Regions from separate parts of the Rattus norvegicus genome. Here region 1 is linked to region 2. Evidence: chromatin contacts called from public Hi-C data. All regions are on one chromosome and are shown on one strand. Each heading gives the region's core, a stretch centred on a gene start, on an enhancer-like site or on the middle of the called end of the contact. The rest is flanking DNA. Distances are from core to core; before and after follow the strand shown.

Evidence for each region. A called contact is a pair of places that touch in the nucleus more often than the background predicts.
Region 1: a contact with region 2 is called in a Hi-C map of Schwann cells, with 2.3 times the contacts expected there. The contact joins the enhancer-like site here to the promoter of Ssh2 in region 2. A contact is called at or near these places in 3 of 12 Hi-C or Micro-C datasets (Schwann cells, kidney and psoas muscle).

What each region holds. Positions count from the first base shown.
Region 1 is chr10:62,786,440-62,793,376 of GRCr8, reverse strand. It overlaps Ssh2 (slingshot protein phosphatase 2), which reads right to left. Exons shown (of 14, transcript NM_001107024.1): 12 at 4,522-4,722. Among named protein-coding and RNA genes, the nearest start is that of Coro6, 21 kb to the left of the region's middle. Within about 2 kb of position 3,881, at least 29 of the 93 cell types and tissues checked have an H3K27ac peak or open chromatin away from gene starts, as enhancers often do. A contact at or near this core is called in Schwann cells, where this site is marked.
Region 2 is chr10:62,692,490-62,699,386 of GRCr8, reverse strand. It overlaps Ssh2 (slingshot protein phosphatase 2), which reads right to left and starts at 3,617. Exons shown (of 14, transcript NM_001107024.1): 1 at 3,348-3,617. The coding sequence starts at 3,475.

The DNA.
Region 1 (6,937 bases), core at 2,632-5,131, 94 kb before region 2:
TCTTAGCTCTCGAGGCCTTTGTTTCCAGGCCTAAATACCACCTGCTTTCTCATTTCCACACTTACTGTGGGATTGTTCAAATGGGTCTTCTCACTTAGCATCGTAAGATAGTTCCGGTGATACTTGTGACTGAAGAGATAGCTCAGAGGGTAGCAGTTCTTAGCCATCTGATGGTATGAAACAGCAGCTGATTTTATTAGCCAACAAACAAATGAGAAGTTTCCATAATCTCAAGAATTCCCCAAAGTGTGTGTGTGTGTGTGTGTGTGTGTATATATATGTATATATATATATGTATATATATATATTTGTTTGTGTGTTTGTTTTTGTGAAATGCTTGCAAACTGCTTATCAGTAAGGGCTGGGGAGATTGCTCAGTGGTTAAGAATGGTTGTTCCTTCAGGGGACTCAGGTTCGATTTTTAGCACCCACATGGTTGTTCACAACCATCCACAACTCTAGATGCAGAGAATCAAATGCCCTCTTCTGACCTCCATGGGTACCAAGCATGCATGTGGTGCACATACATACACATAAGTAAAACACTCATGCATAAAACAAACCTAGTACATTAAAATATCAGTCGGGAGGGAATATGAGGTGGAAGTCATGCTAGTGAGTGTAAGCAGCGACTGTTTCAGAGGAAGTAGCGACATCACCGCCTGAGGCTCAGCAGGGACTTCCTCTGTTCTTGGGGGTGATGATCATCAGAAAATACTCCTCCACTGGGGCTTGGCAATACAACTGACACCTACTTAGAAAACAGTAAGAAAATCTAATCCAAAGGCTGGCTGTCCAGTTATTGCTATCACTGCTAAAGCACTACTCCCTCACATGCTCCCTGCTGACCTGCACACTCCTCCCCCCTAAGCTCTGTGCTTATCATCTGCTCCTTCCTCTTCCTTAAAATGTTATTGCAGGGATGGTTGTAAAATCTAATTAATTAATTATTTTTAAAGATTGAATCTTACTATATAGTCCTGACTATCATGGACCTCACTGTGAAGACCAAGCTGGCTTTGAACTCACAGACATCAGCCTGCTTCTCTCTGCTGAGATTAGGAGCATGCCTATACCTGACCGTAAAACATTTTGGCTAAAATGTTTTCAAACTCCCATCACTGTATGTAAATGTACTTTCTTTTTTTTTTTTTGAAAGATTTATTCATTTATTTTATGTACAGCTTTCTGCCTGCATATGTGACTGCAGGCCAGAAGTGGGCATCAGATCCAATTACAGATGGTTGTGAGCCACCATGTGGTTGCTGGGACTTGAACTCAGGACCTCTGGAAGAGCAGTCAGTGCTCTTAACCGCTGAGCCATCTCTCCAGCCCCTATGGGGGACATTCTTATGGCTGCTGAGACTTCAGTCTCTCAGGTGTCATGCAATGCATGGGCCATGGGGCGTGTGTGCAACACTGGTTTGCTGGTAACACTAGATTGCTTTTCAGTGAGGCTCTGTCTGCTGTATTCTAACACTCTGACACCAACAGGACTCGGCATACAACATTAGATCATATCTATTATTTTAAACCAGTAACTTGTGATCCAGCTGACCCCCAACTCTCATTCTAGGCAGGCAAGTAAATAAACAAGCTGCCAAAAAGGAACTTCAGAGTTGGCCTGTGGCCTAGATGATGCAACCATGCCTTAGATCTCCTCTCCCTTGAATGGCCTCTGACCTGAATTTCAAATCATGTAAACACAGGCACACATATATGACTGGGCCACTCTGGGTAACAGTTTAGTTTTCTTATTTATTAGATGAGCAGAAAAGAAATGTAATTGATGAGGTATATAAGACATTCCATTTTCTTCCTTCTGCTTTCCCATTAGGTAACAGCACCAGTGCTTAAATTTATACAGAAGAAAATATTGCTAGAAATGTAAGGCTAGGAAACTAAGACTGGCTATGGTTACCTTTTAGGGTACTAGGAAAAGCAGTGGGCATTTCTGTGAGTTGTGTGTGGTCCTGGATATTTTCAATTATTTAACCAGAAAGCTATTTAAAAGAATCCTTCTAAGCCATAACTAGACTTGGCTGTCATGGGACCAGAAATCCATGTCCTTTCATTTCAGGCTCTGTGCTGCTGGCTGACAGCTATGTCTAACTAGACTACTTTCCACCAGAAAACCAGGATAAGAAGAAAACCCTGCCACCTCTGGCTCTCATAATCAAAGTGGACATACCTGAGGATATGACACACAAATTCTCCCTAGCTGTCACTTAGTTTTCCTCCTGCCCCCTTTACACTGGAACCTAATATCAGAGACACATGGTTCAGTTTGCAAATGGTCTGCTTGAAACTTGAACCTGCCTGACAGAGCATACATCTGGGATACTCGTGGCAGCAGGAAGAGCGAGTTATGAATAGTCTTCGAGAAGAAGAGCAAGCCAGCCTCTTCTAAGCTCCAGTGACATTTTGAAAGAAGTAACACGTTCTTTGCATTTCCAAGGGCTGACATGTGGCTGGGGCCCTCATGCTCCCACAAGACTGTAATCAATTCAGATGCTACCATAGAAATGTGTTACTCAGAAGTTCTCTCTAACAGACATCTGGCACAATCAGCTAAGTGCCCAGTGCTGCTCTGGGTAACTATAGTTAGAGGATGCTGGGATCACAATTCTAACTCTTTGAGAGCCACCATGTGTTTCTTATGATATGAAAACAAGATCCAGAAAAAAATATTAATTAAGGAACAACCAAGCTTTAGAAGTTGTCTCTGTCTGCCTTTCAGGGAGGTTCCCCCCTCCTCTGTAGAACACCACACACGGGTGACACCAGTGAAGTGAAGGGACAGTGAGGCTTAGTTGGATTTGGTTCTAGAACATTCTTTAGGAGCAGTCCTGGCAGCTAAAAATGGCCTAAGTGATATCCCTAACCTGGACATCACAACATAAGAGATTCCAGAAATACTTTCTATGTCGTTTTCTGGGGAGTTAGTATGTTTGTGATGGTTAGAGGCAGGTTGATGTCAATGGAGAAGGAATAAAGAACATATATGAATTTATACTTTTTGGGTAATTATGGAGAAATGATAATAAACAACCCTCAACACATAGTGGTTTAAAAAATAAAATAAAAATAACTTAAACACTGGGAGATGAGGCAAGAGGAATAGGTGCTCAAGGCCAGCCTTGGCTACAAAGTAGGTTCAAGGCCAGCTTGGGGTATGTGATAGCCTGTCTTAAAAAAAACAAAACAAAACAAAAAAAAAAAACCAAAAAACCAAAACATGTTATTTTATGAAAAACCAAAAACAAAACAGAAAGTATCTATCTGTCTGTCTGTCTGTCTGTAATCTATCATCTATAGACAGGGTCTCTCTATGTGGCCCTTGCTGTCCTTGGAGTTTGATATGTATACTAGCCTGGTCTTGAACCTACAGAGAACTGTATGCTTCCAAGTGCTGCAGTTGAAGGCACAGCCCTGCCTCTCCACGACTTCATACTCATGTTTAATTTCACAGACGGGGGCAGGTGGGGACTAGAAACACCAAGTAACTTCTGAAGGTTGCAACAAGCGGGTGAACCAGGAACAGAGACCAGATCTAATGATGCAAATTCTGTGTTTTTTCCTGTCTGGAGTTTGCCTTCCCTTTATGAATCAGGTTCAGGAAGTCAGGACGGAACAGAAAAGGAAAGGAAAAGGAAAGAGGAAGTGTGATTCTCTGGTTTACACTGCCCTTCATATCCTCCTTTAAGATTTTTTTCTTCCTGAAATTCCTTTAACATCTAAGAAAAAACACACATTGGGGGATGGGATACTGGGGAAGGGGAACCAACCCAACAACTTGCAGTAGCCTGGGATTCCAGAATAAATACTGAAGTTGGCAGGACATGTAGTGTCCTTCCTCTCAGTAGGTCACATGAGGACATTGCCTAACATCCGCTATGTGGGCTGTGTGTGTCTGGGAACATGTAATATTTATGTTCTCCTCACATGCTTGGGTACCTTTTCCTTGTGCCAAAAAGAACCTTCGTGTCCTGACTTAATGTGAAAGTTGGTGCTAAAGACCTAGAACTCCTTTGAAACAGAGGAGGACTGAGTATTTTCCCAGCTTCTCAAGACAGAGGCTCAGATGAAATCATTCCAAATGCTGAGTAAATGGGAGGGGTTGTTAGTGGAAACCATAATGCTATGTTGTGGTCACATTTTCACAATTCTTTGGGGCTGGAGGGTGGCCCCTCTGTGCGGATAGGCTGGAAGGCTATTTCACATTTTGTTCTGTGGAAACATAGCCCAGATTTCAGAGTCAAGATCAAGTCATGAGACTTGCTGGAGTCAAACCCTGGCACCAGCTGCAACTGCTTTTAGACAGCTGTGCTGTTACGCTAAAACACAGCCTAGAACTGCTCACAGGAGACAACCAAATCTATCAAGGCAGAGGATTTCAGCATGTGACAGCTCAAGAGTCATTCTCAAGTCATTTACCATATGACGCAAGAAGAAGTAAAGGTGGTTTCTAACTCCTGAAGGTAATGGAATGAGAGGCAGAGAGAGCCACTCACGACTCACCTGGCCAGCAAGATCCCTTGGTATTCTTCTAGTTGTCTCATGAAGCTGGGGTTGGGCTTGGTCACTGTTCGTCGTTCCTTCACGTACTCATAGGCGCGATCCAGATTCCATCCATACTCCTTCATCGCATAGGCAATCACAGTGGAGGCTGAGCGACTCACCCCCATTTTGCAGTGCACAAGACATTTAGATCCATGTTTCCTAGTTGGGAGAGTGAGGTGAAAGACAGGATGCTGAAAGATAGTATAGTGTAAGAGCTGGGTTTCAGGTTCCTGTGTCACCCTTCCATTAAAAAAAAAATTTTTTTTTTTGCTATGCAATGTTCTCATCTCACACATCCATGTGCCTCTATGATCAAATATGAGATAAAGTAGACAGCTCTAACTGTACTTTTAAATAATATTTATCTGTCTGTTTTTTGAGTCAAGGTTAGTCTTAGTAGCCTGGCTGGCCTTGAATTCATCGATTCCCCTGCCTCTGCCTCCCCAGTGCTGGGATTAAAGATGTGTGCCACCACTGCTGCACTCTCTTTTTTTCCGCTTTTAATATTAAGCCTCTTAATCCACTCAGTAAGGATTTGTCAAGTATTTACAATATATAAACTAATGTACTAGACACAAACTTAAGTAACACACAGCTTCTATACTAAAGGGTAGGACTGAGTTAGAGAAACACAACTAAAATTCAATGTTGTATCGCACTGAATGTCAGCGTGGAGAGAATTTTGCATTTGGAGCTCATTTCCTGTGTGGTGGAGGCCAATTCCCTCACAGCCCTCAGGCACATCTTCTGGCTGGCATTCTCCCGAGTTACAGGTGTGGCGATGACTCATCTGATTTGTTCTAATAGAGTTATTTCTAGTTAAGTTCCCAGGCAGGACTCTGTCCCTGGAGCAAAGCATAGATGAAGTCGATGTTTCTTCTCTATTCTAGAGATTGTTTTCACACACTATCACAGACCCAGGGAACTGGAGGAAAGCATGTGAAGTATCACGTGTCGGTCTCGGTGTTCAGGTGGAATGAACCAGAGCTGCCTGTTTGTTTTTTGCACGCTTTAAGTGAAGTCAGGGCTCCACACGTACTCTAAGGACATGCTCTATCACTGAGCTACGCCCCAGGCCCTGTGGGCTTTTAATACAAGGGAAGGAAAATGACGCTACTGCAAAGCAAACAAAATACCTCAGTCTCAACCATCAAAGCTGGTCATCTTGGATATGAACGTTATTTAGTTATGTCCCAATTCTAACAAGGAAGTATTAAAGCACAAACTAAGTCTTCAAGGATCAGTTAAATGCATGAATAAACTTACGGATCTGCTGATCACATCTTCCAGCTGTTGGAGAGGGAATATTTTAAAAACTGGAGAAAAAGAACTGTTACTATTAAAGCTACTGCTCATAGACTCTAGAATCCTTTCGAGTAACTGTTTCAATAAATCAAAACATGGACATGTGAGCAAAAGCAGAGAAGCTGTTCATTTGCTCACTGGCTATACTGCTGGTTCATATGCCTTCTGGCAGAAGCTTACGGTCCTTGCTTTTCTGCAGTCGTGACTGACTGAGGAGTTATCAGTGCGAATGAGCCTGAGGTGACCTGCCCAAACGGGTGAGCAGGGAACCTACAAGATATGAAGGATGGAATGGAATAATTTTTCTGAAGTTTAAAAACTGTATTGTTATCTGTGTATGTGTGGGAGGGTGGGCATGAGTGTGGTGGTACTTGTGTGGAGCTCACAGGATGACTTGGAGCAGTCAATTCTCTCAACCTCTACCATGTGGGTTCTGGGGATTAAACTTGGCCTTGGCAGCAAGACATCTCACTGGCCTTACCATAGAGTTTTTATTGGACTACAGTTAGGAAGCCAATGCACAGTGATTCAGATACAAGTTTAGATGTGTGTTCTGTTTTCCAAATGAGTTCTAAAAATATCAAGGTGAAAAACATCCCTGTGAAAGCACATTTTTCAAATATTACTTCCCCACCCCCTTCTCTGAGTGAGACAGGGTTTCTCCATGTAGCCTTGGCTGTTCTAGAACTTGCTATGTAGACCAACCTGGCCTTGAACTCAAAGGTCCACCTGCCTCTGCCTCCTGAGTGCTGGGATTTAAAGTGTGCACTTTGGCATTGTTCAGTTGGGCTTTAAAGTGCTCAGCTTCTAACTTATTTAAGAAGAATCTCAAGTTAGTTTCCACCTACCCCATCGCTCAATTTCACCCATTATTTCCCGCATAGAGTTGTCTAGATTAAGTTTGCATTATAACATTAGGAATGGGGCCCTGCAGAAGAGGTATGGAAGGAGGCACTCCTCAGACTCTGACCTGAACTTGGGAAGCTCATGAGCTACTGCCTCCATTTGCCACCTTGGTGCTTATGCTGGTTATTCTGGTTCACAACTGGACTACATCTGGAATGATCTA
Region 2 (6,897 bases), core at 2,368-4,867:
CCATACTGTAAAGGCCATGAGTTTTCTCTGATAGGAAGGCTTTGTAATCTCACTGTGGCCTATTTTTTCTTTGACTCAAGTCTCCTAAGATTTGTTAGTTGGTTTCTAAACACATCATCTGAGCCGACAAGTGAAAAAAGGAGAACAGAAATCCTCTAAAGGGCAAGTCCTATCCTGATCACTAACCACTTGCCCAAGTGTTCATTAATCCTTTCCCTTAAACTCAAATTATGCTTGTATCAGTCTTTACTTGCGACTCTTAAATCTGACCCCCACCCTTTATAAGACAGGAGTCTCACTACATTGCCGAAGCTTGTCTTGAATTCAAGATTCTGCTGTGTCAACCTCCAGAGATGCTATAGCATCTGCAGGCATAGCTACCGTCCTGGGCTCCTAGCTATCAATCTGAACCTTGTAGTTATTCCAGTTAGTCTTTGCTATTTATAAATCTGCTGCTGCATGAAATGCTCCTATCAGTTAAGGTGTACAACATCAGGTCTTAGAAATAACACTTCCCTTTAGAAAAGATTAGCTCCGTTCTAAGGTCACAGACTGAGAATCTGATTTCAAAATCTATGTTTATCTACTCCATATTTTCACATTTCCTTTTAGGCAGTTCATTAATTTTCTAAAGACAAGTCATACAGAGACCTGATTGCTCAGTGGTTAAGAGCACTCACTGCTCTTTCAAAGTTCCTGAGTTCAATTCCTAGCACCCACAGGGCGTCCACCTGTTCAGTGTTGTCTTCTGGTGTGCAAATGTACATGCATGCAAAAGACAAGTCATATACTCCAAATTGAGAGTGTTTGCATTAAGTAGCAACAATAGATGTATTAAGCCCATGGATGTTTATGATGACGAGCTAAGCAGCACTGTAAATATTTAATAAATATATCCAAAGCAATACTAGTTAAGTGTAGTTTAGGAGTCAAAACGACAGCATGCTTCTCTGAAGAATAAACTGAGCTGCGTGTGCTATAACTCAGTGGCAGAGTGCTTACCTAGCATGTGTTTAATCTCCAGCATTGCAAGAAAGAGTCAGAGAGATGAGAGGCAAGGGACAGGGAGAAAGATCCTAAAACTTAGGGCCAGGCATGGTGACACACCCCTTTAACCCCAGCACTCAGGAGGGAGAGGCAGGAGAATCTCAGTTCAAAGACAGCCTGGTCTAACAGCAGTTCCAGGACAGACAAGGCTACATAATGAGACCCTGTCTCAAAATAAATAAGTCCTAAAGTTTGCCTCACTAGTGGGTGTTCTGTCACTGATTAGTATGGCTCTGAGCTTCATTCTCATTATTGTAAACACAACAAAGTAGTTCACAGGGCTCCTGTGATACTAAGTGAGTATTAAACATTGACGAGTGGTCCACACATGGCAGCTGTTAGCTGCTGTTAAATTCAGTTAACTCATTTTTGTTGCAGGGATTTGTAGGTTTGTAAAATGTTAGCTAACTATATGATCTCCTCCGAGCTGCTGAGGATCTACCATTGAGACGAGGGATGGGGAGAAAGGGAGAGACATGTGTTGTATTGAATTTCCATTTCACAATGGAAGTAAACAAAGTCAAATGATTTGCCCAAGGACATTAATTAGTAGGAAAAGGTATCGATATCTTTTGATCCCACTAGTATTAAAAATACTCTTCTCTCAAGTTTAATAACGTTTAAGTTCTGAGCTGGGGCAGTACAAACAGGACAACAGAGTATTTGTTCTTTGTGGCTTACTTCATTTAGCACAATGTCTTCAAAGTTCACCATATTCTAGCAAATGTCAAAATTCCTTTTTTAAAAGACGGTATATTTAATATTTTTAATATTTTTATTTATTATTTAAAATTACCTGACTTTGTGCAGGTATGTGCAGATACTAGAGGTCTTGGATCTCCTGAAGCTCAAGTTACAGGTGGTCGTGAGCAACCTAAAGTGAGTGTGGGGAACTTGTCTTCCCCCAAAGACATTCTACTCACTGCTCACTGTTGAGCCATCGCTCCAACTCCAGGATATCCTTTTAAAAAGTAGAATTATGTTGCAGTGTATGTTTGCAGGACATTTTGCTCATCCATTTACTGTCCATGGATCTTACACTGTCCCCCTTCCTTAAGAACTGATGAAACTATTCATTTGAGTTTGGTTATTAAATTACAGATTATTCACTCCTTTCCTCCTCTTTCAGTCCATCCCCTCTTACCTCTTTACAGTTAAGTAGTCTAGTGTGCAGACTTTAGCGTACTGGGCAGTAAAGTCCTTTTCCCACTTTTGTTATCTTTCTCATGAGCCCCACCATGAATCAACATAAAGGAAAGATATGAACCTCAGATCAATTTAGTTCAACTGGGAGGACAGGACAGTTTATCAATAACTAAATTAGTAAATTAGTTATGACTGTATCTACAAATCACTTCATATGATATCCTCTGTTTTTAATAATAGATAATGAAAAGTTTTTGATGGACATTAAATGGAGAGGGACAGTAGCAACCCTGTTTGGGGCTGGCCTAAGGAAATCTCAGCAGGTGATTCCTCTGACGGCAATTCAGAAGGAACTCAAACACATCGACTAAAACTGCTACTATCTTAAGTAACCTTTAAAGCTCTCCTCTGGATTAAAGATGGAGTTTGAATTGGTGGAGTTCTTCTACTTTCGACTTTATAACTGTGAGGTGAGATTAACCACAAGCTTCAAGCACACAGCTCTCACAAGCAGGCAAACCACAACGGAAAGGAGTAACAGCCTGACTTCAAAAACAATGACGATTTAAAGATGCGTGTGAATCCTGCACTTGAGTGATTAAGAGTACAGGAAGGCTTGTGTTGTATTTAGTAGTCAGGAGATCATAAAAGAAAACTACTGAAATCTACTTTTCTGAAATAACCTCGAACTATAGTAGCATGAATTTCTTTGTGTGAACCATAACAGAAATTTATAGTCATATGCAAACTTAAATAAGATCCACTACCACAGTAAATTGGCTGCCAGCAGGATCCACGGGACCCTTGAGTTTCTGGAGCTATTCTGATTCTACCAACCATTCTCCCTAGTCTTGCTTGCTACAAAGTTCGGCTGTCACTCGGTCACCATAGATGTCTAAGAGGTTAACTTTTAGACTCCCCCAAGGTTCGCTAATATTCTTCCAAAAGATTCATCTGTTCACCAGGCTCCAGGACACTCATTGCCTCCACGAATCGCCTAGCACACCTCCACCCCGCCATGCAAGCCAGATGCATATAGACCTCGCAGCAAGCACGCTGCGCTTTCGTCCTCGCTCGCTAGTTCGCGCCCCAGAATGTCCGGAAAAGCGGTTTGGAAAAGCAAACTTTCTGAGCATTTGCAGAGGCGGACTCACAGCTGGTTGATGGCGTTCTGCGAGATAACCGCATTGGCAGAGAAGTAGGGGATCATGTCGGGGCCACCGAGGCTGCAGGTGCTGGCAGGGGGCGCTTTCCTTTCGTCGGCCAAAGTGCTAAGGGTCATGAAGCCGACTCACGATGAACAGCTCCGCATCCTGGACCGGCGTTGGAAAAACCCGAGCCAGAGACGCTGGTTCCCGGCAGCTGACCTGGGTCCGCCCGGGAGTTCCGAGGCAGCCGCCGAAGCCCCGGGACTCCGCTGTCTGGGCAGCCCGGCGCTGCCAGCAAGCCTTCCCCCACTCGCGTCCGGGGCGGGGCGCCTGGGCGGGGCGGTCTAGAGCGTCCGGAGGGTGGGCCTTCGCGACGCTCCGCCCCGGGGCTCCTAGCTCCCACGCGGATCCCGCAAAGCTTATGGGCCTACTGGGTAAAGGGGTTGCTGCAGACGGCAGCCTGGGTGAAGAGAGAGTAATGGACAGAGAAAATTTCTCCACTCCGAATGCTAAACTGAAAAGTACCCTCTCTTAAGCAGCTCTATGCACTGTGGCCTCTTAACCGGCTCTATGCACTGTGCCGCAAACGAACCAAGTTTATGAATGGTCTTCAAAGTTTTTAAAGGCCTCACAAGAGTAAGTTAAATATTTATTAATGGTTTTCTTGGTTCCTCAAGGTGGAACTAGAAAGATTATAGTGTGTGAGGGAGCTACACTGTGGACAAAATCTGCTAACCCTTGTAAATGAATATAGAGGGTTCAACAGCCTTGTTGTATGTACAATTTGTGAAGATTAAAATATCCCAATGTCCAAACTACACATTGGACCAATTAAATTTTAATGCCTTTGGAACCAGATCTAGATGTAGGTAGTTTTCGAGGAGGATCGTCTGTTTCCTCTAAGGCGTTTCCCACCAAAGGGCATTCTCTGATTCTTTACAAAGTTTAAGCCCTTCCCATGCTCCTTCCAGTGGGCTGAGCAGTGCCTTTTCACCTGATCAGGAACTAGCTCTGTAAAAGGAGCCTCTTTCTGTCTCAGACCTTAGTTTACAGAAGGAGCCAGCACACAGAAGCACTCTGCGAGCTCCTCAGCCTCTAGCTTTCTCTCCTCTTGCAGTCTCACACCAGAGCAAATATTTTAGGAATCAGTATTTTTTATAGCATTTCTGAGTAACTGACTAAATTATATATATTCCATTGGAATTCAAAAGCTTTAAAAACAATTTTACTAATCAACTAGAAAAGACTTTCAATGTATTAGAATCAAGAAAAACTCAAATCTTTGTTTTATATGAAAGTACAGGGAAGTTTGACAATTTTCAATATGCTAACAATGAAATTAATCTAAACATAAAATTCTATGCCTAAAACTAGAATTATGTTTTTATTAGTTGTCCATAAAACTTTAAGCTATTACCAAGGTAATGAGGGGCTCAGAATACTGTGAAGCACACAGAAGGTGGTTTCTATAGTTTCCTAGAGACCTGGCAATAGAAAAGACCCATGTGGCAAGTGAAGAGTTAAGGGAAAGTCTGGATGTTAGAGTTTCATCATCTTCATCCATCTCTAGGAAGGAAATGTTTTAAAGATTTGTTCAAGCTGTGTCAGCAGGCACCCAAATGGCAGTGTAAGAAAAAAAAAATCTGCTGATACACCCCAAAATAAATTGCTTAAAATATCTGGCAAAGTTGCCAGTTTGAAACTTCTTTCAGGCTGCAATTTATTACAGTCTCCTACTGTGATCAAAAAAAAAAAAAAAGCACTTTAGAACAGCATTAAGGTGAGCCCAGTTCCTTTCATGACACAGCAAGAGATGGGAATTTTTATTGAAGTCACTATTAAATGATGTCATTTAGGAAAGATGATGACATAGTAGTCATCTGGAAAACAATTCATCAGAAAATGTGGATTACTTGATTCGATCACTCATTACATTTAAAAATGCTAGGGATAAAGATTTCATAGGAACAGATTTTGTAAATATGTATCCTTAGGCCAAACAAAAAGGTTCCTACAGTGATGCCCCAGAAGAGTACAACCCTTTGGTTTTCCCTTAAAAGACCTTTGTCGGCCATTCAAGTAAGAAGACTGTTAATACCTCTAATCCAGTCCTTTTAAATTCTCTCTTTGAATAGTAGCTAAGACTTTGATAAGTCCCTTAATAATGTCATCTGTAAAATTATATAAGATCTTTAAAAATTTTTTTCAGCCAGGTGGTGAAGGCGCAGGCCTTTAATCCCAGCACTTGGGAAGCAGAGGCAGGTGGATCTCTGAGTTCAAGGCCAGCTTGGTTTACAAATCAAATTCCAGGACAGCCAAATCCCCAAATTTGTTTTGAGAGTTGAAAATCTTAGACAGACTGTTCTCATATCAACTAAAGATTCTGAGTCAAGTGTAGTGGTGCATGCCCACTGTACTCCTAACACTTGAAAGGCTGAAGCTGCAGGATCACAAGTTCAAGGCTAGCCTTCACTACATGGGCAGACTCTTATTGAAAATTAGCAAGCAGGGCCAATGAGATGGCTCAGTAAGTAAAGGTGTGAGCCTGCTGCTAACCTGACAACCTGAATTCAGTCTCTGGAACCCACATAGTGGAAGAAGCGAACTGTCTTCCGTAGGTTATCCTCTAACCTCAACACTGGCACTGTGGGGCTGTGGTATGCCCATACTTGTGTAACCACCCTCCTATGCAGCCAATAAATAAGTATAATTTAAAGAAGCAAGCAAACAAACAGATTAAAAAACTCTGATTAAATGCCCTACAGTGAGGAGACAGAACTTGTAGAGCCCACCTCCAGCAGAAAGGCAGGTAATCAAGTGAGGGATGGGGTTGCCATCTACAGTCAAAACTCCGACCCATAATTGTTCCTGTTTGAAAGAACTGCAGGGATGGAAATGGTGAGGAGCCTGAGGAAAAGAAGGTCCAGCAACAGGCCCAAGTGGGATCCAGGTCAAGGGGAGGAGATCCCAAGGCCTGACTCCATTACTGAGGCTGTAGAGTGCTCACAAACAGGGACCTATCATGGCTGCCCCCCGAAAGACCCAACAACAGCTGAAAGAGTCAGATGTAGATATGTGCACCCAACCAATGGACAGAAGCATGACCCCTGTGGGTGAATAGAGAAAAGCTGGAAGGAGCTGAGGAGGAGGCTACCCTGTAGAAGGACCAACAGTCTCAATTAACCTGGAACCTCCCCCCCTCCCCCCAAATCTTTCAGACACTGGACAACAAACAGGCAGCACACACCAGCTGATATGAGGCCCTCAACACATATACAGCAGAGGACTCTGGTCTGAGTTCAGTTAGAGAAGATGCACCTAACTCTCAGGAGATGGAGGCCACAGGGAGTTTAGAGGTCTGGTGGGGTGGGGTGGAGTGTGGGGACATCTTTGTGAAGACAGGGGTGTGGGGAGGAGGTATGGGATGTAGAACAGTGGAGGGTGGACCAGAAGGGAAATAAAATCTGGAGTGTAAAAAAAATTAAATAAAAAGAAGGAATTCCTCTGAAACATGAAATATACTTAATCCACTTAAGGCATACACCTAGTTCAAAAC